Linked DNA regions of Sus scrofa: region 1 is linked to region 2. Evidence: chromatin contacts called from public promoter capture Hi-C data. All regions are on one chromosome and are shown on one strand. Each heading gives the region's core, a stretch centred on a gene start, on an enhancer-like site or on the middle of the called end of the contact. The rest is flanking DNA. Distances are from core to core; before and after follow the strand shown.

The links. Promoter capture Hi-C pulls out the DNA fragments that hold promoters and counts their contacts.
Region 1: a promoter capture Hi-C map of fetal liver shows a contact between it and region 2, with 4 times the contacts expected there. The contact joins the promoter of RFC4 here to the promoter of DNAJB11 in region 2. A contact is called at or near these places in 1 of 5 promoter capture datasets (fetal liver), 1 of 47 Hi-C or Micro-C datasets (heart right ventricle) and 1 of 2 datasets of contacts at active chromatin or transcription factors (alveolar macrophages).

The regions. Positions count from the first base shown.
Region 1 is chr13:124,600,911-124,605,808 of Sscrofa11.1, reverse strand. RFC4 (replication factor C subunit 4) reads left to right here and starts at 1,388. Exons shown (of 10, transcript XM_013988325.2): 1 at 1,388-1,681; 2 at 2,906-3,048; 3 at 4,698-4,776. The coding sequence starts at 2,918.
Region 2 is chr13:124,387,774-124,393,390 of Sscrofa11.1, reverse strand. It overlaps DNAJB11 (DnaJ heat shock protein family (Hsp40) member B11), which reads right to left and starts at 2,421. Exons shown (of 10, transcript NM_001244346.1): 1 at 2,158-2,421. The coding sequence starts at 2,225. TBCCD1 (TBCC domain containing 1) reads left to right here and starts at 5,573. Exons shown (of 7, transcript NM_001243469.1): 1 at 5,573-5,617.

The sequences.
Region 1 (4,898 bases), core at 139-2,638, 210 kb before region 2:
CACAAGGCATCTTTCCTCACCACAGAGAACCTGATTACCATAGAGTCTACCTGGTTAGATGGGCCACTGGTTGTATTGCCCAGCAGCAGGTATGCCTGCACTTCAGCCTGGATCTGCTGCATAACTTCCTGCTAAGACTTTTCCTTGCCACTAAATAAATAAATGAGAGCAGTGTTTCTAAATAAGGATCATGCTGCCTCCAGAATCCAAAATACTGGTTAGGCATCATGCTTTCTTCTTCGTTGTGTGGGATGTGAGATAATTTGTACTTATTCAGTGGGGATCAGAGGGTATGTTCCAGTTTGCCACAAGTCACTGGATCTCTAAAAACTTCACTGATGTGGTAACTCCCTGAATCTTCATCTAGCCTTTATTTCTGTCCTCTGGAATGCATGTGCCTTATCTACTCTTCCAGTGTATTTGACACTTCTTATTTTATCATTTAATATAGTAAACACCGTGATCTTCTGCAGAATGTCCAGATGGCCCAGGTCCTTGAGACTATGTTATGGCCAAGGGTAGATTCAACATAGCTTGAGGGCAACACTGTGAGTGTATTGTGTGTCCTGTCCTATGGTAATGTGAACTGTTTCTGTCCTCCAATAAGGACGGAAAAGAACACATTATCAGATTGATAGCCATATACTATATATCTAAAGTCCTTTTTAGGGAGTTCCCATCCTGGCTCAGCGGGAACGAATCTGGCTAGGATCCATGAGGACGCAGGTTTGATCCCTGGCCTGGCTCAGTGGGTTAAGGATCCGGCATTGCCCTGAACTGTGGTGTAGATTGGAGACGCGGCTCGGTTCTGACGTTGCTGTGGCTGTGGCATAGGCCAGCGACTACAGTTCCAATTCAGCCCCTAGCCTGGGAACCTTCATATGCCATGAGTGCGGCCCTAAAAAGACAAAACAAAATATATAAAGCCATTTTAATCTGATCTAGTAAAGACACTGTATCTGGTTCAGTTGTAATTGGGAGGCTACTGCTTGGTTGAGTTTACAGTAACCCACTGCTATCCTCCATTGTATATCTAGTTTCTATAGGGGCCACAGCGATGAACAGAAAAGGCATGTGATAAAGACCACTATCCCTGCCTACGTCAGTGTTTAAGGGGAGGTGGCACTACTATTTGCCAGACCACTTCATAGGGCATTGTTTGTGGTTTACCATCCTGGCTGGGGCGGGGAAGGTGGTTTCACAGGCTTCTACTCGGCTTTCTCTACTATAAAAACCCAGTCCGAGGGCTGCGCGGGGACAGGATGAAGCACCGTCATTCCTGTACAGCCTGTGCAACCTTGAAAGTCTGCCTCTGACCTGCTTAACTACCAGGAACCGGAGGAAACGGCTCCCTTAAAGCGGGGCGCGCGCGGCGGGCCGGAAGTGACGCGTGACGCGCGGCGTGTTCCCGCCCTTCCCTTCGCTGGCTGTTCCTGGCGGGAACTCGGGCGGCTTGCTGACGCCGGCGATTCTAACTGCCCTGAGTCTGGCGGCCCTCGGCTTCTTGGGCCTGACATTCTCGGCTTGGGGAACGCAGCTAAGACTCCGTGACCGCCTAGGCCCTCTCTCTGTCCGGGAAACCCCAGGAACGAGCCGGCGGCGTCCACGCTCCGAAGACGAGAGTCTGAAAGGCCCAGGCAGTGCCTGGGAGGGAACACGCGAGGGGAGCCGGGGAGAACAGGTGACCAGCCGAAGGAATTGCGAGGGTTGCCTTCGCCTTCCTCTACTTCGCCCTCGGCGCCCCTGTGCTGTTATTCCACCGCCCGACGAAAGTGCTCACAGTGGCTGGACCAGCGCTCCAGCCTCGCCACTTTCTACCCTTTGCGCCCTGTTTGGTGTAACGGTGGCTCAATCCAGCATCACTCAGAGCCCTGCTTTGGGCGTTATTATTGTTCGGCAGCCTGTGGCGGGGATGGAGTAATTCAAGAATGTTAGAAACGTTAGTTGTTTACAGACATTACCAGTTTGTTTATTGATGTGTGTCAAGCACAGAACTGGGTGTGCACAATTCTTTGAATTGACTCAGTTACCTTGTGGAATGAGCCTTAATTTCTTTTTACAGAGGGGGAAACTGAGTCTCATAAATGGTAATTCAGTCACCAGTCTTACGGAGCACCTACTATTTACCAGTCACTGCTCTAGGCGCTGAGGGTACAGCGGTGGGAAAAAAAAAGGAATTGCCGCTAATGCTGGGTATTTTGAGATGAGCTGTCCTAAAAACAGCCTTGTGTTGCTGGGAGGAATGTTTACCTGAATGTTAATACTGCTTATCTTCTGGGTGAGATTTTGTGTGAATTTTTAAAACTCCCCACGCTTTTCTGCACTGTTTAGATTTCTCCAGATGAGCCTGTTATCAGAAAAACAGCTGTTGCCACTTTAACATCGGCATGTCCTCCCCCACCCCCCAAAAAAGCTTCTAAAGGCAGTTACATGGGCTCTGCCAGTAAAATAGGCCCTTCAGTAAGAGCTCTAGACCCCAAAGAAATGGAGTTTCCAACTTGGGGTCCCAATGCTCCTCCTAATTGCTGAGTCCACTCCCGAGCCTGAGCTAGAGCTAGGCACATGACTGAATTGGAAGGGTCTGGAGAAACCCATGTGCAGTTTGTCCGTTGAAGCCATTCCAAGAAGTTTGGAACTCTTAATTTTTTTTTTGTCATAAGATTTATCTTTATTCTATAGCTTGCTCACTATAAATAAATTTTAAATTCCTTCAGCACTTTGGCCTCCATTATGTCCCTCTAGCCCTCAGTACAGTGCATTCAGAGGATGCTAGGTCATTGGGTGATGTCCTTTATTTAGCAAGTATTTATTGAATATCTTTGTACAAAGTTTAGTGTGCTTTCAAGTTGTACTTCTTCATAATGGTTTCAAGATAACTTTCCTATTCTGTCTCGCACCTGGTCAGGGTGAAGTAACCATGCAGGCGTTTCTAAAAGGCACATCTATCAGCACTAAACCACCATTGACCAAGGATCGAGGAGTAGCTGCCACTGCCAGAAGTAGTGGAGAGAACAAGAAAGCCAAACCTGTCCCATGGGTGGAAAAATAGTAAGAACATTTGTGTTTTTATTAAAATAGTTCATAAATTACTTCTCTGACCATTTTTCTTTCTTCTCTTTTTAGGGGCACACCTGAAGCATATGGAGGTTCCCAGGCTAGGGGTCAATTTGGAGCTCCAGCCACTGGCCTACACCACAGCCACAGCAATGCCAAATCCGAGCTGTGTCTGTGACCTACACCACAGCTCACGGCAACGCCGGATCCTTAACCCACTGAGCAAGGCCAGGGATCGAACCCATATCCTCATGGATGTTAACCTGCTGAGCTACAATGAGAACTCCTAAATGATATTTTAACAAGTGGTTGAAACCTCTGGTGTATCCTCAGTTATTATCAAAGGATTGCAGGATTACTTATAAGCCGAATAATGCCTTCATAAGTGTTATTTGGCACCAACACTACTTTTAAAAATGGGAAATTTCACATAAAAATCTAGAATCTTAAATAAATTATACAAGAGAAAAGATCTAGACTTTCAGCCTCTCAGGAGATGCAGCACTAGATGCAGGTTCTCACCTGACAGCACTTAGATGAACATGAGTACTGCTTCTCATTTTGGTAAAGTCATACATTCCTTACTTCATAGTCCTTTCTAGTGCCTCTTGCCTTACATTCTGCTCTTCACTCTTGTCTTCTGCCTGGCCCCTGCAGGTATTTGAATATGAAACCTAGTGTATAATATACAGTAGATAACATAATCTGAAATAAAATTCCTGCCTGGCATTGGCCTGATTAATTAGAAAAGTATAAATCAAAGAATAGCTTTTGAGGAGTTCCTGTCATTGCGCAGCAGAAACGAATCCGACTAGGAACCCTGAGGTTTCAGGTTTGATTCCTGGCCTCGCTCAATGGGTTAAGGATCTAGCATTGCCATGAGCTGTGGTATAGGTCGCAGACGTGGCTCAGATCCCATGTGGCTGTGGTGTAGGCCAGCAGCTACAGCTCTGATTAAACCCCTAGTCTGGGAACCTCCATGTGCTGTGGGTGTGGCCCTTAAAAAAGAAAAAAAAAGACCAGCTTTTGATTAGTGAACTAAGCACAGAGCCTAATCTAAGGGTTGGGAGTGTTATTTAGTTTAGCATTAGTTAATGGTGTAAGACAAATGTTGTTATACTTTGTATTGCTTAAACTTGCTATTTTGTCAACCCTCAATGAAGTGAATAGGTATGCATTTTTTGTGCAGTTAGGTGACAGAAGAAATTGGTACCAACAAGTTAACAACATAGTAACATATATGTAACTGTATTGAACAAAATTGTTACCTATCCTGAGGTTTCTAAATAGTTCTCCCTTTTCAGCTTAGGTGCATATTGTCAAAATGTAATATTTCCAGGCAAGTGTTAACTTTACCTCTTTAACCATTTGGCATTTGTGATATTATAAAATTAAATCATTATGCATAAATTTTGTAGGCATAACAGATACAAACATTATATCTGGAAAAGTGGAAAATTACTTCATTCCTTCAGCATGTAATTGCCTAAAGTAAATACAATTGGGTTTCCAGCTGGCTTCCAATTATAAACATTACCGATATGAGAGCATTATCATTGGTATTTTAGCAAAAGGAGAGACTTCTGTGGTTACTATGATATACTAAATTATTTCTCTCTCTCTTTTTTTTTTTTTTTTTCCAGTCGCCCAAAATGTGTAGATGAAGTTGCTTTCCAGGAAGAAGTGGTTGCAGTGCTGAAAAAGTCTTTAGAAGGAGCTGATGTGAGTAGCAGATGGTCTGTTGTCATTGGGAGATTTAAAACCTAATTTACTTACCCTCTTCCTTCCTTTATAGCCTCCCACCCTGTTTAAATATTATTCCCTCTATACAGTAGACCCTTGAT
Region 2 (5,617 bases), core at 1,172-3,671:
GAGTTAGCCAACAAAACTATTCTAAAAATGCATTCTCTCAACCAAGGGGATGGGAAACTGTTCCCACAGAGACAATGTAGTGACAGCAATTTTAAAATACAGCGGGGACAGAGTTCCTGTTGTGGCTCAGTGGTTAATGAATCCAACCAGGAACCATGAGGTTGCGGGTTCGACTCTTGGCCTTGCTCAGTGGGTTAAGGATCCAGCATTGCAGTGAGCTGTGGTGTAAGTTGCAGACATGGCTCGGATCCCGTATTGCTGTGGCATAGGCCGGTGGCTACAGCTCTGATTAAATCCCTAGCCTGGGAACCTCCACATGCCTCAGGAGCGGCCCTAGAAAAGGAAAAAAAATAAAAATAAAAAAATAAAATACAGTGCGGAGCAGAAATGAATCCGACAAGCATCCATGAGGATGCATGTTCAATCCCTGGCCTCGCTCAGTGGGTTAAGGATCCGGCATTGCCCTGAGCTGTGGTATAGGTCACAGATGCGGCTTGGATGGGGCGTTGCTGTGGCTGTGGCATAGGCCAGCAGTTACAGCTCCAACTGGACCCCTAGCCTGGGAACTAGGTCATACCCCAGGTGAAGCCCTAAAAAGACAAAATTTAATTAATTAATTAATTTAAAAAAATAAAATGCAGTGGGGAAAAATGCATTGGGGTACCAAAGTCCAAGTAATATAAGACAGTATCTTAAAAAAATTACTTCATAAGCTTTTAGTTACAACTCAGGAAAAATCATTTAATCGTTTTATAAGTTTTTAAAACTCTCACTGACAAGGAGTTCTGTGAGGATTAATTAGGTGTTTTATTCTCCTCCAAAAAATCTGCAAAAACTTGACATCTCTTGGGACAAGAACTAAGTACATCAAAAGGTTCACTGAAGTTAGTGACAAAAAAGGAAACTATATAAAGAATGAGGCTTACTTGGAAAATGCTTAATATAAAAATGCTTAAGTAACAGCTGAGAAAAATACAGGGAAAAGATGGCTGGCACAGCTCAGCATGAACATCACATTTTCCAAGAGATTCCTTTATGAAAGACTGCAGTTTATAGCTGACAGTTTATGGTTCTTACTGACATCCTGTTTAAACACCTTAAAGTAGTAACAAAAACAGGTTTAAAAAACCACAATAAAGCATTACCTAAGAGAAGTTAATTTTTATTTTAGAAATTTAAGATGTTTCACAAGAAAAAAAAAATAACAAGTTTAAGCATATATACACAGGAAAAAAACTTTTAAGAGAATAACAAGCACTTAAAAGTTTAAAGCTCTGCTAGGTAGTGCCTTCTCCATTCAGAGCGACTTATAAATTGTTAGAAGCTACGACTTTACTATTGCCCACATTCTAAAATATGAACCTGGCATATCACATCCTGTGGTCGGTCACGAAGCCCATAGGATAGTGGCTTAAAGACTGGAGATTCTCAAGAGTTCAGATGGCCCTACTTCCTTCAAACAGGTGGCACATTATCACCCACATGGTAATGAGATGAGAATTTAGGTGTTCCTTCAAGGTCACAAAATTCCTAAGTGGGGTGGGGGTGGGTGGGTAGAATCCCAGTCTACTACCTTCTGCCCAAATACCATTCAGCTTCTCAAGAATGCTCCATGTGGATAGACAGTGAGGCATGGTGACAGCTAGGACACAGTATTCCAAGAAGCTGAGAAGTAGGAGGACTCTACAAAGGGTCTGCCTTGCTCCCTCAATCCAACTTCCTTCAGTCCCAGAATTGCTTCCCTACCTGTTCTCCTCACTTCTTCACTTGGACTGGCATCATAACCCATCCTCTTTAATGCCAGCCCAATGGCTCGTTGCAGACTCAACACTGTATCATTCTCCTCCTCAGCTCAGCAACCCACCCCCCACTCCCTCACCCCATCCCTCGTATGGTAGGGCATCCAACTCTCACTTCTCTGGGCAAATTTAGCTTTTAAGGGCCTCCGGGTCTAAGCCCCTCTTACCCGTGTCACCCACTGCTCTCTCTGTCCCACTAGCCCAGCCCACCACTACCCACTCCTCCTCTCTACCGCCTCACCACAGCAACACCCCTCTCCACCCCCCACCCAGTCTGACAATGCCCCATCTTCCCTCAGCCTCCTTCCCAGCCAAGACTGACTTAAGGGTCCTGTGCCCGCGGCTGGCAGTTCCTCACCCGGCGATCACGGCCCCGATGAGGTACAGCAGCAACAGGCAGAAGGTGCCCAGGTTCTGCGGGGCCATGGTCTTTCTGAGCGAGCCCCTGCCCCCCGGCACTCCTCACAGCCTCCGCCGCCGCCGCGTCGGCTCGCCAGCCCACCCGGTCCTGAGAAGCCGCCTCACGCCGGGGTCTCCGACTCGGTCGAGACCGACAGCTACCTGGCCCCCTCCTCTACCAGTCCACTTCCCGGGAGTCCTGAGTCCCGGCGAGAGAAGCCCCCGGCGGGTCAGAGCCAATCGCTGCTCTGGACATCACACGCGGCCGGCGCCTCTCAGCCAATCAGCGCAGTACACTTCACCTCCGAGGCGGCGCGGGCGGCCACTTAGGCTTCAGAATTGCAGCCGCAGCTCCCGGCCAATTATAAGGGGAAACGTCAGAGAATCGCGCCGCCGCAGAAATCCTCTCAGCCCCGGTATCTGCGAGTCGGAGAAAATTACGTAAAGATTGCTGGGGAAAGGGTTCCCAGAGCTCGCAGCTCGGGTACACGAAGTTTCCCTCCGCCCGCCTCCTTGGACTCTCCACCAATCACGAGGCTCCACCTCCAGCACTGACCAATTGCGGGAGGGAGGTATTATCTTGGTTACAAGTCTCGGAATTTCATTCATATTGAGCTAGGAGCTGGCCGCTAGGGAGGGGACACTCGCGAAGTGGGCGGAGGCAAAGACTAAACTCCAATGGTATGGCGGACGCAGAGCTTATACCATGTTTTACCTTCTCGGAGTTCCCATTAAGGCTCAGCGCTAACGAACCCGACAAGTATCCATGAGGACTCGGATTAGATCCCTGGCCTCACTCAGGGGGTTAAAGACTCCGAGCTGCAGTGTAGGTCACAGACGCAGCTCGGATCTGGCATTGCTGTGGCTGTGGTGTAGGCCGGCAGCTGCAGCTCAGTTTGGACCCCTAGCTTGAGAACATCCATATGCTGCAGGTGTGGCCCTAAAAAGACAAAAAAAACCCAACAAACACAAAACGAATATATTTTACTTTCTCTAACAAACCCAAGAGAAAACTGTCTCGGTTTGGCAAAGAAGAGGCCTGATGAGAAGAGGCCGTGGAAGCAGACAGACTCGGGTTCGGATTCAGCTTCTACCACTTCCTGGCGGTGAGAGCATGTTTAGTTTCCCCTCCTTGTCCTCGGATCAAGCGCAAACTTCCTTATCGACAAACCTGAGGCAAAGTGTTTACTGGTAGTGTTGTGAAATTTTAATAGGAGAAAATCTGTAAACCATCTAGTACTGGCACATAGTAAGCACACAAAGAATATTAATTACAGTTAAGAGAATACTAATCCCCCACCCCCGGGCTTAGTTTTGCTCATTTCAGTAAACGCACCACCTAGTTGTTCACGTTAAAACTTTGTCTTCTTTGATACCTCTCCTCTATCCCCTATTCAGAGCTTTACCTTGAAACCATATCCTGAATCTTGAAACCATATCCTGAATCCGTCTGCAAGTCTCCATCTCCACATCTCTGAGCCAAGTGATCTCACATCATCTCCCATGTGGCAAGGGCTTCCTAAGTGGTCTCCCTGCCTTCACTCCTAGTTATCTTAGCTTCTTTTCTCACCGCCTCCCCTTTTTCTGCATGATTTTTAACAAACATGTCAGGTCATGTCATTTCTCTACTTAAAAGCTGTGGATGGCTTTTCATTACACTTAGAGTAAGCTCCCAACTCTTTATGCTAGCTTATAGAAACATTTCTCAATAAACCTGGGGGAAAAAGAACAAAACCCTTATATGATCTGTACCCTCACCTAGTACATACTCCTTACCACCTTTCAGCAAGACACTTTTCCTTTCTCTCTTCTGAATACACCAAGTTCATTCCTATAGGGGCTTTGTTCTAGCTGTTCTCTTGCCTAAAATGCTTTTCCCTCAGATCCTAACATAGGTGACTCCTTTTTAAACTCAGATAACAGCTTAAATTTACCACCTCACAGAAGACTTCTCTGACCAACCAATCAAAATTAACCCCTACCAAGTCCCTATTCTTATATTGCCCTATTTTTTAAAATTATTTTCATCCTGTCCCCATTACTAACACACGCTGGAATGCCAATTTCAGGAGAGCATGAATCTGGACTGTTCTGTTCACAGCTGTCTAGAACAGCAACTTAGAACAGAGCCTGCCACAGAGTATAAACATCCCTTCCACTGTGATCTTCCTGTGCTGGTTTCTTATTCTTCAAGCCTCAGCTCAGATTAGATATCCATCCTTTTTCCCAAATTTCGTAGCACTTACTAATACCTGGAGTTTTTTTTTTCTTTCTACAGTCACACCTGCAGCATATGTTAAGTTCCCGGGCTAGGGGGTCAAAGCAGAGCTGAAGCTGCAGGCCTAGCCACTGCCACAGCCACACCAGATCCCAGCCACATCTGCAACCAAACTCCACAGCTTGCAGCAACACCAGATCCTTAAACCACTGAACGAGGCCAAGGGTCGAACTCCAATCCTCACGGATACTATGTCGGGTTCTTAACCTGCTGAGTCACAATGGGATTATTCCATTTTATTTTCCTAATGTATTATCTATTCTCCCTGTTAAAATATACACTCGAAGAAAGCAAGGACCTTATCTAGTTTGTTCACTACTCTAAATCCTAGTGCCTAGCACTGAGTCAGACACAATACAGAGAGGTAAGAGGTAGACCAGGTTACTGCTTTCAGGAAGATGCCCTCTAGAAGAGAGAGGCCACAAAAAAGAGAAACTAAATTGCATCTTATGGTCTTATTTACCTTTGTACCTTCCACGCCTAGAGGCCATAAACGAACTAAGAAAGCAGGAAATGGCCAGAAATCATAAAATGGAGGTTAGAGGAAGAAGTGATGTTCTTCTGCTGGGTGAAAGCCAAAAAGCTTCTTGAAGGCGGCAACATGGTGGAAAAGCTAATATACAGTTAAGGAGATAACCTTGCGGGCTCTCGCTTCAGAGAGTCTGGGTCTGTATCTTAGCTAGTCTCTGGCAGTGTTACTTTCACCTAAGTCCTAGATTCCTTATCAGTAAAACAAATGTACTTCCCTTAGAGGGCTCTTAGGAATGAGATGAAATAAGTAAAGATGCTTTAATCGGTGCCCCGCCCACAGTAAGCCGTCATTATCATAATCATTACTGATCAAAGCGTGCTGACCTTACCAGCAGCTAAGTGGCTGACCACAGCTCTGTGGAGCAATAGAAAACTACCCTGAGTTGAAAGGCGCGACACCAGAAAGCGATGAGATCTAGCTACAAGTTCCAGCATCCAGCACTCGAGGTCAAGAGTTTCCCAGACCGCGGAAGAAGCACTGGGCCTCTCTAGCAACGTAGTCCTCCGGAGCTCATTGGTGCCTTACGCATGCGCAGTGGGTGAGCAGCCGGCACTGGGCGGGTCTGGCGTTCGAGGCGCGGCCGCTTACGGAGAGGTTCGGCGGAGCGGC